Linked DNA regions of Sus scrofa: region 1 is linked to region 2. A link is a contact called in public HiChIP or PLAC-seq data. All regions are on one chromosome and are shown on one strand. The core of a region is the stretch at or near the end of the contact, and the rest is flanking DNA. Distances in the headings are between cores, read along the strand shown. Region 1 overlaps TBC1D5 (TBC1 domain family member 5). Region 2 overlaps PLCL2 (inactive phospholipase C-like protein 2).

Evidence for each region. HiChIP or PLAC-seq counts read pairs in DNA pulled down with a chosen protein or histone mark.
Region 1: a contact with region 2 is called in an H3K27ac HiChIP or PLAC-seq map of skeletal muscle. The contact joins two enhancer-like sites. A contact is called at or near these places in 9 of 47 Hi-C or Micro-C datasets (alveolar macrophages, embryonic fibroblasts, fetal heart ventricle and 4 more) and 2 of 2 datasets of contacts at active chromatin or transcription factors (alveolar macrophages and skeletal muscle).

What each region holds. Positions count from the first base shown.
Region 1 is chr13:4,266,481-4,271,006 of Sscrofa11.1, forward strand. The region is part of intron 19 of TBC1D5 (TBC1 domain family member 5); the gene reads right to left. Among named protein-coding and RNA genes, the nearest start is that of PLCL2, 280 kb to the left of the region's middle. Within about 2 kb of position 1,706, at least 4 of the 83 cell types and tissues checked have an H3K27ac peak or open chromatin away from gene starts, as enhancers often do. A contact at or near this core is called in skeletal muscle, where this site is marked.
Region 2 is chr13:4,144,997-4,149,831 of Sscrofa11.1, forward strand. The region is part of intron 4 of PLCL2 (inactive phospholipase C-like protein 2); the gene reads left to right. Among named protein-coding and RNA genes, the nearest start is that of PLCL2, 160 kb to the left of the region's middle. Within about 2 kb of position 2,320, at least 7 of the 83 cell types and tissues checked have an H3K27ac peak or open chromatin away from gene starts, as enhancers often do. A contact at or near this core is called in skeletal muscle, where this site is marked.

The DNA of each region.
Region 1 (4,526 bases), core at 456-2,955, 120 kb after region 2:
TACCTGTTGAATAAGTGAATGAGATGATTCTACTTAGAGAACACAAGTTATGTGAACGAAATGGTACGACCTCCTTCTTTAAGATTCTATTTAAAGAACAATATTGTTCATGTGGCTCTGGTCTGCAGGAAAACATGGATTGAGCAACAGCCCAGAAGCAGAAGTCAGAACAGGCAAGCCCTTCCCTAGCTTTCTCTTCCCACAGGTATAAACCATGGGGCTTCCACAGCTAGAGATATACTCTGCAGCAAGGTATCTCTGGGATAACAAAACTCTTGTTAAAAAGCAGCCAGAGAGTGGGTGGTGGGAGCTCAGATTTTAATTTTAGGAAACTAATTTAAGTCCTATGAATTCTCACCACATCAAATGACCACATCACTATCCATTTAAGTGCAATAACGGACCAAGCTAAAGAGCAGATACTAAAAGTAAACAGCAGCCTTTCACGGAATCCCCGAGCTTGAAAAGCCCTAAACTAAAGGTCAGCTGGTTCAATTATCAGAACAGAGCCAGAAACTGTACCTGTGAAACGAGGAACCATATATAGAAGTAAGATCACATCCTTCTTTTGCCGCAGTATGTTTTTCTAAGATGTTAAGAGAACACACCATTCTTCTCCTAATCACAATATATTATTTTCTGTAAATTTATTTAAAAGCACAGATATCATGGTGACATATCACATTTAGAACAGTATTTTAATACTAGTAGTATGACTATATTTTAAACTAAGGAAGACATGAATTTCAATTGATACTACTTCCTTTTTTAGTGTGAATTTGAGTGGAGGATTCTGTTTTTTTTTTTAATAATGTTTTAATTTTTTCCATTATAGCTGGTTTACAGTGTTCTGTCTCTTTTCTACTGTACAGCATGGTGACCCAGTTACATATACATGTACACAGTCTTTTTTCTCACATTATCGTGCTCCATCATAAGTGACCAGACGTAGTTCCCAGTGCTACCAGCAGGATCTCAGTGCTAATCCATTCCAAAGGCAATAGTCTGCATCTATTAACCCCAACGGAGGATTTTTAAAGTTAGTCTAGACTTCCATTTAATACAGAATTCCTCTCTATAACATATTTTATCTAAAAGATTACACAATAAAAGATGAACCTAGCTACTTTAAATATTTATATATTTCTAAATTTCACAGGAGGTGCTGAATATGGGTTATTTTTATTTTGCATTTCTTAAATAAACCTTTTCTAGATTTTGAACAAATGGTTACAATAAATATTATCTTTTTATTTTAAGCCACTGTCAATTACTGTGCAGAGATTTGCCATGCTGAACTTTAATTCTGTTAATTAATTCATAATACAAAGCCTATACTTAAAAACATATTTCAAAATTGAGTTATAATTCTTTTAGGTAAAATGTAATAAGTACCTCTGGCTAATACATACAACAATATGCATAGAAACAACATATAATATAATCAGAGCTAATTTGTCAAATACTGTCACAAAGCACTAATGCCATAAAAAGAACACCTCAGCGTGAGCTGCCAAATAAAATGTGGTTAAAATAACCATAAAATATAGAGTGATCATGTTTTTCAAGGAAAGGGGCTGGGACAAACTTAATTAAAAAAAAAACAAAAAACAAAAAACCCCAAAACCTCACATCTTAGCCATATTCAGCACCGCCACCACTGTATGACATGTGAGGGGACTTTTGTTCTAAACAACAGTGCCACCCAGTGGCTGAACAATGGAGTGAACTGATAAACAGCATGAATGGAGGGCAGGCAAAAAGGAAAATGGAGTTTCGGAGGCGGCAATGAGAACACTGCAGGCAAAGAAACAGACCACAGTGCCATGGTAACTGTACCTGGGAGGTCAGTTAGAGTCTGGACAGGAACAGAAACCTGAGCATCACTTCCTGTAACTACATCGCCTGGATTTCATAAGAAAAAATAATTAGATTTCATAAAAAGGAAAAAAAATCAGCTTTTCTTTCATATTTAATGTTGTAATTCTTTTACTTATCAACCTAATTATTAAAAGTACAGTGAAACAGAAAATACAATCTTAGAAAGATGAATATAAAGTATTTTTTAAAGAAAATAATTTTTTAAAAGTGTTTCCCAAAAAGTTTTTGTGCATGTTTTCCTTAGAGAAAAAAACAAGTTTCTACTAGTCTGAAGCATAGGAATCTTTAGCAATCAAAAGATTTTGCTGAGCAGATTTTGTTATGCTACAAATAACAGCATGATTTTATATGTTCTTATTTTTTTAAAAATGTCTTTATCCATAAGTAAGTTACATGCATTTAAGAAGTAAGCATGCTTCTCAAATTGACTTCCTCCTACAACAGACAAAATTTATTTTTAACTAAACTTGAAGTCAGTTTCATCTGTGATAAAATAAAGACCTAAACAAGTTCTAATTTCATATTAGGTAATGAAAAGATTTCATAAGTTACCACATGCGCTTATAAATGTCAACATGTAAAAATAAATCTGTGAACTGCATACCCTTTAAACTTGATATGCTTATTATAGGCGAGATTTCATTTACAAATTGGACCTATAGTAAATGCTTAAAATGTTCAAATTCAAAGAAACAGACAAAGGAAGGGAGGGATAGAGGAATGCATTTTAAGACTACGGGAAAGAAAGGAAAAGGAAACACCATGCAGCATTTCACAGGAGCACTGAGAAGGAAGATTTTTGGGGTTCTCTGGTTTCTCTCCTGGGTGACAAAGTTCAACATGAAGCACAGTCACTACCAACAGACTCATCCCCTGGAGAGATCACTATCTGAAGTCCTACGCTATTTTGAGTTGAACAAGCTAAAAAAAGAGCCTTCTTAAAGGGAACCATATTTTCTATGTATAATAATGTATCAGCAACAGATCTGCTTTCCCTGTAACTTTTACACAATAGTAAAAAAAAATCAATTTTTGAATTATACAACAACCCTGGTCCCATGACACACTTGCTGCAATTATGATTTACAGTACAGCCAGCTCATCTGGAAATTATTGGGTTATAATTAGACCATCCCTATCAATTAACAGTACATGCATTTATATTCTCCTATAACTGAAACAAAATCTATAAATAGGTACTTACTCCAAACAAGTGATAAACAACTTTTAGTGGCACTTCTCAGGTCCTGAATTTTCATAAAATAGTTGGCTCTCTATTCACTGGTAAATGATGTGCCTCATTATCTGTACATTTGAAGATTTTCAGTTCTATGCTTGCTACCCACACTACTCTGCTGCTTCTGGATCACCCATTAATGTATATTTAGAGACTGAAAACTAATTTTAATATGGGATGTCACCAGGAAAATAATGGAGGCTCATCAGTGCTCTTTCAGGACCCACCCCAACACATACACCAACGGCAGAAGGCATTGCAAGCACCAGATATATGAATTCCAGGGGTTCCATAGAACTCTTCCCCTATATAAGCACAGCTCATCAACAGTTAACAAACCTATGAAAGTCATAAGCATTTCCATCTGTATAAACAACCATTTTTCAAAACAACTTTCAAAGTTTCCAACAGAGCACACTAAAAAGGCTGCCCTATATCTTTGCCTTGAAGGCACTAATCACATGCTGTTCCAAGATGGTCACAAGCCCTGTTCCAACGTGAGCCTTCTGAAGGGGAAACACTGTGCTCACTCATTTCTGGGGCTAGGTGACACCACTGCAGACTTGTCAGCGTCATAGCACAGGAGGACACTTGTGGGAAACCCCAGCACAAAGAACCAATACTGGAGAAGAGTTAATATATCTGTCACCAAGGAACCACAGGTTTTCGGAACTGGGAGGCTCCCTAGGGATCAGTCCAAACCTCTTATTGCAGGTGAGGAAGAGGGTCAGAGTGAATGAAATAAGGGCATCACACAGCCCGAGCTTCTACTGCTATAAACTCTTCCCCTTTCCTTTTATTTGATACTATTCAAAACTTTATGCAAGCATTAGCCAGACAATTTGTCTTCAAGGGTTTTTTGTTTTTGGCCGCACCTGCAGCATGTGAGCTTCCTAGGCTAGGGATTGAACCTGAGCCACAGCAGCAACCAGAGCCACAGCAGTGACACTGCAAGATCCTTAACTGCTAGGCCACCAGGGAACTCGATTTGTCTTTAATATGAAGGTAGACAAGCCTTTTCTAGGTTGACATGAGAAAACAAATCAGAAATAAAAAGGAGAGTTGCTAAACAAGACCACTGTTTTCCAGCGCAGGGATCAGTTACAAAATGCCCTAGTGACACTCATGTTCCAAATTCTTTGCTTAAGTGCTCTGTTGTTTCCGTATAACTGGGGACTTCGTTTTCATCAATTGTTGCATCCTCAAGCGCTTCATTTCTCACTTACTGTGATATTAATACTTGACATTTCCTTAGAGACACAACTTTATATTTCTATAGTCATTTGGCTTGGTTCCTCAGAAAATTTAAGCTACGGCATTAAGAGATTCTCTGACTCATTTGCCTGCCATCAGTTAGAATTACTACTGACGACAGCTTGTTATCAAAGCAATATTGAAATCATATTTG
Region 2 (4,835 bases), core at 1,070-3,569:
AGAGTGTCGGATTCCTGAAGGAATTTCATTTTTAATTCTGTTCTCAGCCTTGGTGAATAGACTGACTTTGTAGGGCTGTGTAGCACAAGGGTGACAGTCCTTCAGCGACACTGAGCTTCAGAGACTGCCACAGAGATAGTTCAGATGGAGGGAAAATACTGCTTTGGATTGAACTGGTTTGTCTTCTGAAGACCTCAACCCTTGATTCACAGGCACTGCTTCGTTATCCATCCCTGGGGCCTCAAGAGGCAAGTCTTGCTTTGGTCAATTCCTCCCAGGATCTCCCCTGAGCCACACCTGCCACCTGGACATTCACTGTCCACAAAGGCTTGTATGGCTCTCAAGATGGCCTTGGAGCTCCGGGGGTGTTTGGGGGGGGGGTGGAGGAGAGGTGTATCATTTTTGTAAGTCCATTGGCAAGTTTGAGATCGATGCCCGATGATTTGAGTTGGGAAGGAGATCTATCTGTGGTGTGTCACAGAGTCACAGAACCCATAGGAAAGAACAAAACTTTTTTTTGCCATCTAGCCACTCTCTTTTACAATGACTTCAGCGCTTCTGGGACTTTTTAATCACTGGAAACGGCCACAGTCGAAGCAGTGGCAGCAACCATGTGTCAGAGTGAGGGCAGCCTCAGGAGGACTCAGTGGAGTCATTTTCAATTGGAAACTGAGCGACAGCACAAGATAAGGGGAAGAAAAATCCAGAACTGAGACCATGTTATTCCTGTTATTATTAAACTTGTGTCACTCAAGGACTTAAAAGGATTAGCAAATTCCTTTTTTAACTATCAAAATTTGGGCTCCTGCAGTAAAAGAAGATTTGGTACATTGTCTATAATCAGACATAGGATCCTGACAACGTAGAACCACAGACTTGCTTATTCTGAGAACAGACTATTCCTACTTGATAGGGAAGTTTAAAAACAGAAAATGAAGTGGTATACAGAAATATAGTTATGTAAAATACATTAATATAGAAATAGTTCTTCTCATAATGATATCTATGAACAGAGAAGTTTTCCTTATACCAACATGGGGAGTTACTTTCAAAACAGGGCTTTTCTTTCTGGTTTCTTTCCAGCTTCATAAAATATGAACTTTAATTTTTACTTTGCCTTTTGTTGAAACTTCCTAGTTTTCATCTACGTGAGTCCTGTATCTACTCCTTATCTTAGGAATTCCATCTATCTACTTCTTGTCCTAGGAGTTCCCATCGTGGCACAGTGGAAATGAATCTGACTAGGAACCATGAGGTTTCGGGTTTGATCCCTGGCCTCGCTCAGTGGGTTAAGGATCTGGCGTTGCCGTGAGCTGTCCTGTAGGTTGCAAACATGGCTTGGATCTGGCATAGGCCAGCAGCTAGAGCTCCGATTAGACCCCTAGCCTGGGAACCCCCATGTGCCGTGGGTACGGCCCTAAAAAGACAGGGAAAAAACCCCAAAACCTTGTTTTAGAGTTGATCAAATTCATGAAATGGGTTTCTGGGCTATGTTAAATCTGTGGATTTTCTGAATGCATTAGTTCCAGAAATTTAGGAGGTACTGGTAACTGGACACTAATGTAAAATCCATTAGCAACAGCTATATTAAAGCAGCGTTTACTTCATACATAGTATGAGGGCCCATCCACGTGGTCAGTTTGCTGGGCCGGCAGTGGGATGTCTAATTTTGGTGCTGAGACTTATACCTGTGCATTTAATGGGACTTGATGAAATGAATGCACTTGCATTAATGCAGATAGCGCTTACAAAATTGGTTCTTGCATTGTACTGACATATTAATGTAATGCAGACAAAGGAAATAAGGTAACTTAAAGCAGTTTTTCCCTTTGACTCATCTCTCGATGTGTCACTCCCCACATATCTGCTTCTGTCTAGTCCAAGATACTTGTTCTAGTGTTTTCACATTAAATATAAATGATTGCTGTTTTTAAATAATGAATTGTTAAGTGGGGCCAAGTAAATGGTGTATTATTGTCATTTAAAAAATGTTGTCCCAAAGTGCTGTATAGTAGAGACACTTCTGGGCCCAGGCCAGTAGCTGAGATGTTGCTCCCGGTGTGTAGCACCCGTCAGGAGCTAGGAAACTCCCTTCTGCTTCCATCCAGCCTCTGGTTGGAATGTGCTTTCCTCTCCTCCACGGGTGTAGCTGCCGGCTAGTGGTCAAGACCTATTCCATTAACAGCAGAGGCCTTGAGTCACATGGATGCCAGTCCCACTGTTGATTACTTACAGACTTTTGCCTGTCAAACCACCTGGTCCTGGGAACATGGCTTCCCTCCTGTGTCCACAGTGTTCACATCTGTGAAACCAGCACCCCAACCCCCCACCCGGCATGGGCTTGGTGAGCATCAGAGGTCACGGAGAACACCCAGCACATACCTGATGCCGAGGAGGCGTTGAATGACTTTCATTTTGACTCAGTCAGCCAATACTTGTGCTATTTATACTCCTATCTTGTTATAAAGCAAAGTCCCAGCCCGAGACTGGTGCCCCATCCATCTAACAGCACCCCCGTAGGGTCCCTCCCTCCCCCGTGTCCACGATGCATGAAGCCACAGTTGTCACTGAATGAGAGCCAGGCATCAGCCCTCAGAGCAGCCGGTGGGGGCTCGGAGCCTGGGCTGGCACTGCCCTCTCTGCTGCTGGACCTTGAACCCAGTGCTCTTAATAGGAACCTTCAGCCTGGAGAGCTCCCTGAACAACACCTAGTTGGGCCCTTTACTCAAGGAGAACTCGGGCAAAGACTGCAGGAGGTGAGAATCAGTGGACCCAAGCTGTGGACAAGAACTATAAGTGATTTACCACAGACGAACTTAATTCTAAGTATGTGACTTAACAACTATAACAAGTTGACAACTGGCAGTTCCTTCTCCCATAGGGAGGGGTGTGTTCATTCAGTGACAGGTGTGCAGTGTGAATCATCTCTGCTGAGGTCTGGGGTGTGGTGGGGGGATTCTTCCTGCCAGACCCCAGTGCCGTTGATTGTTTCCTGTGTGCCCACCTTCTGCTGGGCTGCCTCCCTCTGGAATCTCCTCTGACACCCTCTGCGGGTGCCTGCTGCTGTTTACTTCCAAACCCGGGGCACTGGCTCCTCCCTGTGTTTGCATCCCTTACTTGCATCATTTGTATACCGCACCTAAGTCAGGGGGCGCCTTGATCCTCATGACAGAAGGATTTGGTGTTGAACTCTCCCACTGCCCTGTGCTGGCTCAGGAGCATGTGGGTGGCAGTGACGATGCCACATCTTACGTGATTCCTGTTTGCTCATGGTCCCAGGGCGTTCTGTTCTTGGTGAATTCTCAGCACCAAGCTCAGGGTCCCACACGCAGAGCCTCCGTACCTGATTGTCCCCAGAGTAAAGGGCTGGTCCTCCAGGTGTCACAGAGCCTAGGGGCAGAGGAGCGTCCCTCTCCAGACCCCCGAGGTGGACCTGCATTTCTTTAGCCTTGCATGTCTTTCATGGTTAAAAGGTACAGCCCTGCTTAACCTTCAGTGACTAAACTGCAAGATGTTTCTAAGAACGATAGTGCGGTTTGTCTCTCTGGGCTTTATCACACCAGGGTTTTCAAGCAGAACTAGTATCAGTAATGGGCGTGTGAAACATTGCCAGCAAGCATTGGAAAGGAAGGCACCCTCTTTCAGCCAATTCTGGGTGTCTAGAAGGTGCTCTGGAGGAGTCAGGGGGCGTCAACCTCGACATCGCCATTTGCAAGTTGCCGCTACCTGTGTCCTTTCCTCTAATCCCCACAGCCTCCTGAACCCTCAGGATTTCTTTTATTGAACTTGGTTTGCACGTAGGAAATGAGGTCTTCATGAAATTTGATAGCTCGTCCTCAGTGGCAGAGCTCAGGAGCCCATGTAGATCTGTGCTCGTTCAGCCCCCACACCACCCTCCTTGGGGAATCTCTCCGACACCTTTTCCCTCTGGTTGTCTGCATGTGTGAACCTGGGCTTGATCCTGCTGTGGTGTCCTCCTGCCTTGCCCTCTTGCTGTTACCACTCTTATCTTGCCCTTTAGTGTCATGGCCAGCCTCGTTTCATTGCTATTTCCCCCCCCATTTGAATGATGGCAGACCGGCTGGCCAGTTCTTTGATACTGAGCTGTGACAGCCATCATCCTGGCTGGAAGTCCTTGCTTCTTCATGTATTTTGTTTGGCTCAACATCAAAGCTGAAAAAGGTTACTGATGACGAGATGAACCTTTTCAGCATGCAAATTACGTAACGGTACAAATGACTTTATATCAGTACAATCGAGTACTTAGCTATTCATTTTTTATCACTGCCTGCTCAGTATGTCAAGCTGTAAAGTAGAATATTTTAATTTACAAGAATGACTCAGGTCTTGAAGAACAAACGTGAAAATACTGAATTCCAAAGTACCGCTAGGCTGTGGACTTCCTGAAGACAGGGTCCGTGTCTTGTAGGTCACTGTGTCCCCTGCTCAAGGGCTGACCCGGGGAGCCCTCCGCTGAATAGTGAACAAAGGCATAATGAACACCTGCTGGGCCCTCAAACCTCACGGTGTTTACTACAATTTTCTCACAACAGTGCAAGTTGATAAATGCTGTGTGACTCATTGTAAGAGTCTGGTGTACTTCTTAAGAGGCACGTAGATTATGCTTTAGTTTAAATAAGAATAACTAATAAAATATGGTGTTCTTTGAGTTACATAAATAATCCAACCCACATATATTTCATTTCTGTAAAATAATGACTATGGCAGTTTGTGATAAATACCATAAGGAAAAACAAGGCAGAACTTAAAGGAATGGAGAATGGTGGATTGGTATGTGTTATTAAAAATAGAATGGTCCTACAAATATCATATGA